Regions from separate parts of the Ovis aries genome. Here region 2 is linked to region 1. Evidence: chromatin contacts called from public Hi-C data. All regions are on one chromosome and are shown on one strand. The core of a region is the stretch at or near the end of the contact, and the rest is flanking DNA. Distances in the headings are between cores, read along the strand shown.

The links. Hi-C and Micro-C count contacts between places; a contact is called where the count stands out from the background.
Region 2: a Hi-C map of tail adipose tissue shows a contact between it and region 1, with 5 times the contacts expected there. The contact joins the enhancer-like site here to the promoter of SOCS1 in region 1. A contact is called at or near these places in 2 of 16 Hi-C or Micro-C datasets (omental adipose tissue and tail adipose tissue).

The regions. Positions count from the first base shown.
Region 1 is chr24:10,434,963-10,439,447 of ARS-UI_Ramb_v3.0, reverse strand. SOCS1 (suppressor of cytokine signaling 1) reads left to right here and starts at 2,305. Exons shown (of 2, transcript XM_042239945.2): 1 at 2,305-2,421; 2 at 4,095-4,485. The coding sequence starts at 2,346.
Region 2 is chr24:10,547,705-10,552,189 of ARS-UI_Ramb_v3.0, reverse strand. It overlaps LOC105604659, which reads left to right. Exons shown (of 70, transcript XM_060405888.1): 70 at 2,121-2,803. The coding sequence ends at 2,125. Among named protein-coding and RNA genes, the nearest start is that of RMI2, 39 kb to the right of the region's middle. Within about 2 kb of position 2,484, at least 8 of the 54 cell types and tissues checked have an H3K27ac peak or open chromatin away from gene starts, as enhancers often do. A contact at or near this core is called in tail adipose tissue, where this site is marked.

The sequences.
Region 1 (4,485 bases), core at 1,056-3,555:
GCCAGTACATCACGTATGTGTGTGCTAAGTCGCCTCTGTCACGTCTGACTCTTTGCGACCTCATGGACTGTAGCCCGCCAGGCTCCTCTGTCCATGGAATTCTCCAGGCAAGAATACTGGAGCAGGTTGCCATTTCCTTCTCCAGGGGACCTTCCTGACCCAGGGATCGAACTCACGTCTCTTATGTCTCCTGCACTGGTGGGCGGGTTCTTTGCCGCTAGTGCCACTTGGGAAGAACCTAACACATCACAGGTAACAGTAAATGAAATGAAGAAGGGGGCTCCGTGGGGATGGGTGGGCATGTGGCAACAAGTAGGGGGTCAGAGGAGGAGGTCCTAGTGCTCAGGAATAAGAGGGAACTCTTCGAAACAGCCATCTGGGCTGTCAATGAGTGGTAGGGGGCATATGGGCCATCAGACATAGATCTGCTCTGGGCAAGGAGACATGCTGGCAGGAAGACAAGTCACGCAGGAGCCAGCCCAGCCTGGCTGCCTTCTCTGGGCCTGGACCACCCGCCTCCAGCTCGAGTGAGAAGGAGGTGCTGTGTCTCCCCGCTGCCAGCAGCCAGGGGCCTGGTTAACCCCCATGCAACGCTCTCCTTTCACTCCACCCATGCTGTCTATGGCCTGCTTTCCTCGCACTAGGACTTCTAACATGAAGCCATGAGCTCCAATATGCTGTCACAGCTGCTGACGGCCGCCGATGAACAACAGCAGCAAAAGCAATCACCTACTGAATGCCTCTGATGCACCAGGGACTGGTGTAAGCACATGACCCCTAATCACTCTTTTAATCCCCACACTCTGAGGGAGATGTTATTACCCCCTTCAGAGATGAGGAAACCAGGCAAGGGAGTTAATTACACGTCCAAAGTCAGAGGGACAGAAAGTTGCAAAATTAGAATTGGAAACTAGGCAGACTGCGGCCAGAGTCCAGCTTCCAACCACTGCTTTGTGCTGCTACCCATTGCAGGGCAGCCCCCCGCAGGCGCTCCGGGCTGACCACAGCACCCGAACACTGGCACAGGCATGGCTCTGCACCTTCTCATGCCCTTGCACACACACACACACACCCCCAGGACGACCACATCAACGACCAACATCAGCTGCTGCCAACACACACACACACACACACGCACAGACACCCCCCCCCAGGGACGACCACATCAACGACCAACATCAGCTGCTGCCACACACACACACACCCCCAGGACGACCACATCAACGCCCAACATCAGCCGCTGCCAACACACACACACACACACACACACGCACGCACACACCCCCCCCCAGGACGACCACATCAATGACCAACATCAGCTGCTGCCACACACACACACACACACACACACCCCAGGACGACCACATCAACGACCAACATCAGCTGCTGCCAACACACACACACACACACACACCCCAGGACGACCACATCAACGACCAACATCAGCTACTGTCACACACACACACAGACACACACACACACCCCAGGACGACCACATCAACGCCCAACATCAGCCGCTGCCAACACACACACACACACACACACACACACACACGCACGCACACACCCCCCCCCCAGGACGACCACATCAACGACCAACATCAGCTGCTGCCAACACACACACACACACACACCCCAGGACGACCACATCAACGACCAACATCAGCTGCTGTCACACACACACACAGACACACACACACACACACACACCCCAGGACGACCACATCAACGACCAACATCAGCTGCTGCCACACACACACACACACACACACACACACACACACCCCTAGGACAACCACATCAACGACCAACATCAGCTGCTGCCACACACACACACACACACACATCCCTAGGACGACCACATCAACGACCAACATCAGCTGCTGCCACACACACACACACACACACACACACACACACACACACACCCAGGACGACCACATCAACAACCAACATCAGCTGCTGCCACACACACACACAGACACACACACACGGATTCCGGGAGACAGTGGGATCCTACACAAGGTGGGTTCTGGGCCATGCTCTTGTGTTCACCAGGAAACACGGGGATCCTGGGCTCTGCCCGGGGTCAGGGGAGGAAAGCGCCAGGGAGGCTGGCAGGAGGACCTGGCGCCAGGGCTAGGAGCCAAGCGGCAAAGCTGCGCTGCGGCCTGAGAGTTGCCTGTAGAGGGCAGTGTGTGCCAGCATTGGGCAGGACCCTGCCAAACCTAGCTACTCCGCCTGACCCCTCCAGGCTGTGAGATTCACCACCCACCAGCCGGCCCCCAAGCTCATTTGTTCTTTCTTTCGTTCAGAAATACATGTACTAGCTAGGCACCTACTCCATGCCCTTCTATGACAGACAGCATCATACACAAACGAACAAACCGTTACGGGTACCCCATCATTCCAAGACCCGAGGTATGAGTGTGGGGAGGGAGCAGCTGGGGGCAGGGGGGTGGGATCTGTAAGAGAGGAGGGAGGAAGAGGAGGGGCTGGCCAGGAAAGCTCAGAGTAGGCTTCTGCAATGATCACATCTGAAAATGAACTCTCTTTCCCCTGGGCTCCAAAGTGCATTTAGAGGTGCCCAGTTGCTCCCTTCTCTCCCCCAAATAAAAGCGAGCAGGGTGTGCCTCGTTTGGAGCTCCCCCTCTGCCAGTCACCGGGCCTCAGTTTCTCCAGCTATCTGGCAGGAGAAAAGGCAGGCCAAGGCCGCCGGGGACCTTGCCAGGCCCCACCCGGTTTCCAAGGAACTGGGCTCGCAGTCGAGGTACCCCTCCCGCGCAGCCAAAGGGTTCCTCCGAAGCCTGTGGTCAACCCGCCGCTTCCTGGGAACCCTAAGACAAGACCAGGGACAGAGACAGGCAGGGAGGGATGCGGATGCGGCCATCTAGAGGCTCCAGGACGAGGGGGGGCAGGGCGATGGAGGCAGCAGTCCCGAGGGGTCCCAGGTGAGACCCCAGGATAGGGTGGATGTGTCCGGCTCCAGAGTAGAGGACAGAGGTCTACCAGAGATGGGTGCTGAGACACCTGGCGGAGGTGACTGGTGTGTCAGGGCCAGTCCGGAGTATCCTAATGGGCTTGCCTGAAGAAATCTGCGACCGAAGGCAGTGGGGGCACCGGAGAGCCGCCAGGTCCGAAAGGGAGGGTGCTGAGAAGTGCCCCGGAGATTCAAGGGCAGTGCTAGAGACCTTGACAGACCGGTCCTAGACAGGTGCGAGGCTAGGTCAGGGCTGGGGGACCTCCCCGAGGAGGGGTCCCGGATTTGTGGGAAAAGTCGAGTAGCGCCCGCCACCGCGGTGCGCAGAAAAAGAAACCGAAAGTGGCGCGGAAGGGCGGGCCTGGAGGGGGCGGAGCCGGCAGGGGCGGGGCCTCGCAAGCCCCAAGCCTCAGAGCCGGTTTAAAAGACTGGTGCAGGGGCGGGCGCGCAGCAGAAAGAGCTGCGGCCGTGGCAGCTGCACGGCTCCCGGCCCCGGAGCATGCGCGAGAGCCGCCCCGGAGACCCCCGCCGCCCCGCCCGCGGCGCCCCGCGCCCCGCCGCCAGGTGAGACGGACGCTGGGCGACGAAGCTAGAGGGAGAGGGGAGGAACGCACGGGACCGCCCGGGGCCGGGGCGGCCTCGGGGGCTGCGTGGTGGGGTCGCGGCCGCCACGCCCCTGGCCCCTGCGGGCCCCAGCCTGGCGGACCCCGCGCTTGGGGTACCCGCAGCGCCGCTTTCTCCTGCTTTTTTGCCCGAATCGCCCGGACGAGGCGCCCGTTCCCGCCCTGGCCGGCAGGCGGCAGCCGCGGGGCGGTGAGCCGAGGACCCGGTGGCCCGAGTCCGGGACAGGCTTCTGCTCGGCGCTTCTCTCCACGCCCCCTTCTCGACTCGGACTCGGAGGCGGCACAGCGCGCCGCCGAGCTCCCACCCGCCAGCAAGCCCATTTTCTAGATGAGTCCACTGAGGCTCAAAGGGCCGCGCGGACGCAGGCTTGAGCCCTCGGCCCTTTAGGAGCGGCTCAGCCCAGGGCCCCGCCCCTCCCGAGCTGCCTCGCGGGCCCTCACCTGCCCAGTCTCACCCGGACTCCCTGCTCACTGCCTGTCTCCCCCATCAGCGCACCCCCGGACGCTATGGCCCACCCCTCCGGCCGGCCCCGCGTGTAGGATGGTAGCACACAACCAGGTGGCAGCCGACAATGCAATCTCTACGGCAGCAGAGCCCAGACGGCGGCCAGAGCCTTCTTCCTCCTCCTCTTCTTCTTCCACCTCCTCGCCCTCGTCCGCGGCCCCGGCGCGCCTGCGGCCCTGCCCGGCGGCCGCGGCCCCGGCCCCCGGCGATACACACTTTCGCACGTTCCGCTCGCACGCCGAGTACCGGCGCATCACCCGCGCCAGCGCGCTCCTCGACGCCTGCGGCTTCTACTGGGGGCCCCTGAGCGTGCACGGAGCGCACGAGCGGCTGCGCGCCGAGCCCGTGGGCACCTTCCTGGTGCGCGACAGCCGACA
Region 2 (4,485 bases), core at 1,235-3,734, 110 kb before region 1:
GGCTACTGTCCAAAACTCAGAGAACAGTGTCGGCAAGGATGTGAAGAAATTGGAACCATTGTGCACTGTTGGCGGCAATGTAAAATGGTGCAACCAATATGGAAACCAGCATGGCAGTGCCCCCAAAAATTAAAAATTAAATTACCATATGACCCAGTCATTCCACTTCTGGGTATGATGTCACAAAAGAAGTGAAAACAGGGTCTCAAAGAGATGTTTGTACGACTATCAGAACATCATTCTTCACAATAGCCATGAGTTTCAAGAACACGAGTGTCCATCAACAACTGAACGGATAAGCAAAATATGTGTGTATGTACAATGGAATACGATTCAGTCTTAAAAAGGAAGGCAATTATGACACAGCACAGCCTGGCTGAACTTCGAGGCCATGACGCTAAGTGAAATAGGCCAGTCACAAAGAGACCAATGCTCTCTGAGTCCCCTTATACGAGGCACCTACAGTTGTCAGATTCATAGAGGATGGTGGTTGCCATGAGCTGGTCTAAAGGGATAATGGGAGTTGTTTAATGGGGACAGGGTTTCAATTTTGCAAGATGAAAAGGGTTCCTGAGATGGGAGTTGTTTGCACAACAAAGTGAAAGTAACTTAACACTACTGACCTGTTAAGATGGTCAGCTTTTTTGTTATGCATATTTTGCCACAACTAAAAACTTCTGAATGAGAAACTTTTACTGAGCACCTGTTTCATATGCTAGGCATGGTGATACAACTCTAAACACTGTACTTACAACCGCTGTAATTATTAGGAAAAAATAAATACACTTAAGGAGACAACATTCTTAGAGCAAGAACCAGTACAGACAAGACAATAGACACAAACAGGAATCCAGAAGTGGGTTTTTCCAACACACACTGTACATTCTGGCAGGGAACTAGAAACTATTAAAGGTATAATATCACGTCTGAAAAAGAACCAAAGATCAACAGATGACAGAACAGGCATTCAGTAAGCTTCTCTAATGCTCATACTTTCCTTTTAAACATTCTCTTAGCAAATGAGGGTTGGGAGGGACCTTCCTTAACCTGGTAACTTGAGGTATTTGGTACCCAGCCTTTAACATCATAGCTGATGGACAAACATCAGGAGCAGGTTGGCAAGGAGACAGGCACTCTTGTCTCTGCTTTTAATTCGTATTATATTGATGAGCCCATCACACAGAGACCAGAAAAAGAAAGAAACAGAGATTGAAACTCACCTGCTAGAACTTCCCCAGTGGTCCAGAGGCTAAGACTCTGCATTCCCAATGCAGAGGGGCCCGGACTCAATCCCTGGCCAGGAAGCTAGATCCTGCATGCTGCAACTAAAGATCCCGTGTGCCACAACCAAGATCACAGATCCAGTGTGCTGCAGCTAAGACCCAGCACAGTCAAAATTAATAAATATTTTTTTAAAAATTTACAAACCTGCTGATGGCGTCTTGCTCAGAGAGGTGCAGAGGATCTGCCTGGGTCTGTGACTCCTAAATTAAAGAGGTCCTTGCTTCAGAGTGAACTGGAGATCCCAGGGGTAAGGCTGTGGCTCTTTCTAAAAGTGCAGAGAAGTCATCCAGAGGTCACTGAGTGTTCCAGAAACATCTGAATATCCCTACTGCTTTCATGACCTGGATACCCTCTCTCCATCAGGATTCAGCTCCTGAACTCCCCCTTCACCAACTGACTAGATAGCTTAGTCGTGTCTGACTCTCTGCGACCCCCTGAACTGTAGCCCACCAGGCTCCCCTGTCCATGGGATTCTTTAGGCAAGAACACTGAAGTGGGTTCCCTTCTCCAGGAGATCTTCCTGACCCAGGGATCAAACCTGCATCTCCTGCATTGCAGGCAGATTCTTTTACCCACTTACCCACCACCTTTGGGTACATCATCTGTACTCCCAAAGTATCAGGTGCTGGGGTCCAGTCCTCTCCCAGGCTGGGAACAATCTCCTCATTAAAAGGGGGAGATACCCTTTTAATGGGGGCCACTTGAGGCCTGACCCTGCTGGGCCTGTGGTGTGCCAGGGGCTGTAACAAGAGCCCCCAGCTTGATTCCAGGAAACAGGGAGTTCCCTGTCCTCTGGGTCCACAAAGCATTATACTTCTCTCCCCTTTTCTCCGCAGTTTGAGATTCTGCCTGAGCCAGCACCAGGCTTGCCAAAGATCTGAGACTTCCTCTCCTTCTGCCACAATCCCATCTCATCCAGCTACAATCCCATCTCATCCAGCAAGGTCAAGATTCTTGTCTGGGGCAGAATGATGAGCACAAAATACCAGCAAGTCAGAGAAGATCAGGACTGAGATGGATCCAGGAAAGAAGGGCTGTTAGTGATTTTGAAATGCCTCCGGGGGCGACGGAGCCCTCACTGGTCTGGATAATTCTCCGTCCCCCTCAACACCTGCCCTGTGATCCAGGAGACAGCCTGGCCCGCCGGTTCCGCTCTGGAGAGGGAATGCCGCTTCGGAACTGTTCTCGCCTGCGATATTTCTTCACTCGTCTGGCTGCCGTTTCTGAAGCCTCTGCTGCATGAGTCAGGCTGCCCCAGGTCTTCCTAGCTTGGGATTGGCTTCCCCTGAGGCATGAGGTTCCTTGAGGGTAACGGATGGTCCCAAATCCCTTAATCAAAGCCTGGTTGGGGGCTTCCCTCTTGGCATAGATCCTGTTTCCAAGGCTGAATGTTCCGGGGGACCGGTTTCCACGGACCTGTGCTCTGGGCATTCAGCCCCCAAGGGTACAGCCTGCAGAGTTGTTCACTTCCTTTGGGGGAAGGCGTTGCCCTTGAAAAATTAAAGCTAGCAGAATCCAAGCACACGTGTGTTAGATTGGTGGAGTTGGCTGTTTCACTGGAGGGATGGGGTGGACCGGGGAGGCGTGGGTGGCTGTGAAACCCGCTCACCAGTAGGGGGCTCCCAAGACACCCTCTACACCGAATCAAGAGTCCAGAGCAGTGGGTGAGCTGTCAGCCCTGAGGCTCGGGGCTACCAGAAAGCCAGATGCCAGTGCTCAGCTGTCCTTGGCCTCCCCACATGTAATCCTTGGCACATAGCAGGTGCTCAGAGAAGTTTAGAAAGAGGAACTCAAGAGGGTTTTAGACTTTCCAGCAGGGGATGCAAATGGGGGATGTGGTCCTGCTCATTCCCACACTCTGGAGGTGGTGCTGTGTTGCCATGGGTATTACAACCAGAAGACTCCAGAGCCCAAGCTCTGCTCTTCAAAACACGTTTGCTCTTCCCTCTGACTTTATAATAACCCAGTGAGGTGTGGACGATCCCTGAGTGCCAGAAGCAGCAGCGGCAGCAGGCTCAGAGAGCCCAGGGCACGTGCTCAAGGTCACACGACTAGCAGGTGGCCAGGCTGGCGCTGATCTGGGCCCGTCTGCCCCACCACAACCATTTGCCTTCCACTTCACGGTGGCCTTGGACAGTCTATAGGCATACCTCATGTCTTTGCCATTTGCAGACACTGCATTTTGGGGGCTTGGAGGGGTTGTTTACATTTTACGGATGGAAGGTTTGCAGCAGCCCCGTGTTGAGGAAATCTGTCAGTGCCATTTTCCTCAGAGCATCGCTCATTTGGTGTCTCTGTGTCACATTTTGGTAATTCTCATAATATTTCAGACTTTTCCATGATTATTGTATGTGTTACGGTAATCTGTGATGTTACTACTACAACTAGCGTTTTTTAGCAATAATTAAGATATGTACATGCTTTTTTTTTTTTTAGAAACAATGGTATTGCACGCTCAATAGACTACAGTATAAACATAACTATTATAAGCAGTGGAAAGCCAAAATGTTCCTGTGACTCACTTTATGTCAGTGGTCTGGAACTGAACCCAGACATCACCAAGGTGTGCCTGTAGTCTGATCTTTACAAAAGAGTTAAATGAACTTCAGCTGTATCCCAAACCATAATGTGGAATGCTTGTTCATTTTTTTCTAATAGGCATCAAAACAGGGACTTCCCCAGTGGTCCAGTGGCTAAGACTCCACGCTCCCAATGCAGGGACCTGGGTTCAATCCCCCTGGTCAGGGAACTAGGTCCCACGTGCCACAACTAAGAGTCCGCACGCATGCTAAAGATCTCACATGCTGCAATGAAGATTGAAGATCCTGTGTGCCCCAACTAAGACCCGGTGCAGCCAAATAAAAAAGATTTTTTAAAATTATAAATACAAGGAAAAAAATAGGCATCAAAATGACCCAAAAGCCATTCTGCCTGAGCAGAAATGCACCCACTGAGGTGCTATGTTGGGCCTTGGAACTTGGCCCTGGAGGAGGAGGGAAGGGGGTGATGGAAGGCAAACCTCTGGAATGCAGGGGCCTGAGGAGGCTGGAGATGGCTACGCTCACACTTTACAACCACCTGTAGGTTTCTAAACCTGTGCAATGGCTCAGGGATTTCCGGCCCAGAAAGGAAACTGCAGAAAGACTTGCCAGCCTGCCTCCCTGCCCTGTCCCTCATACACTGACCTGGAACCTAGCAGTG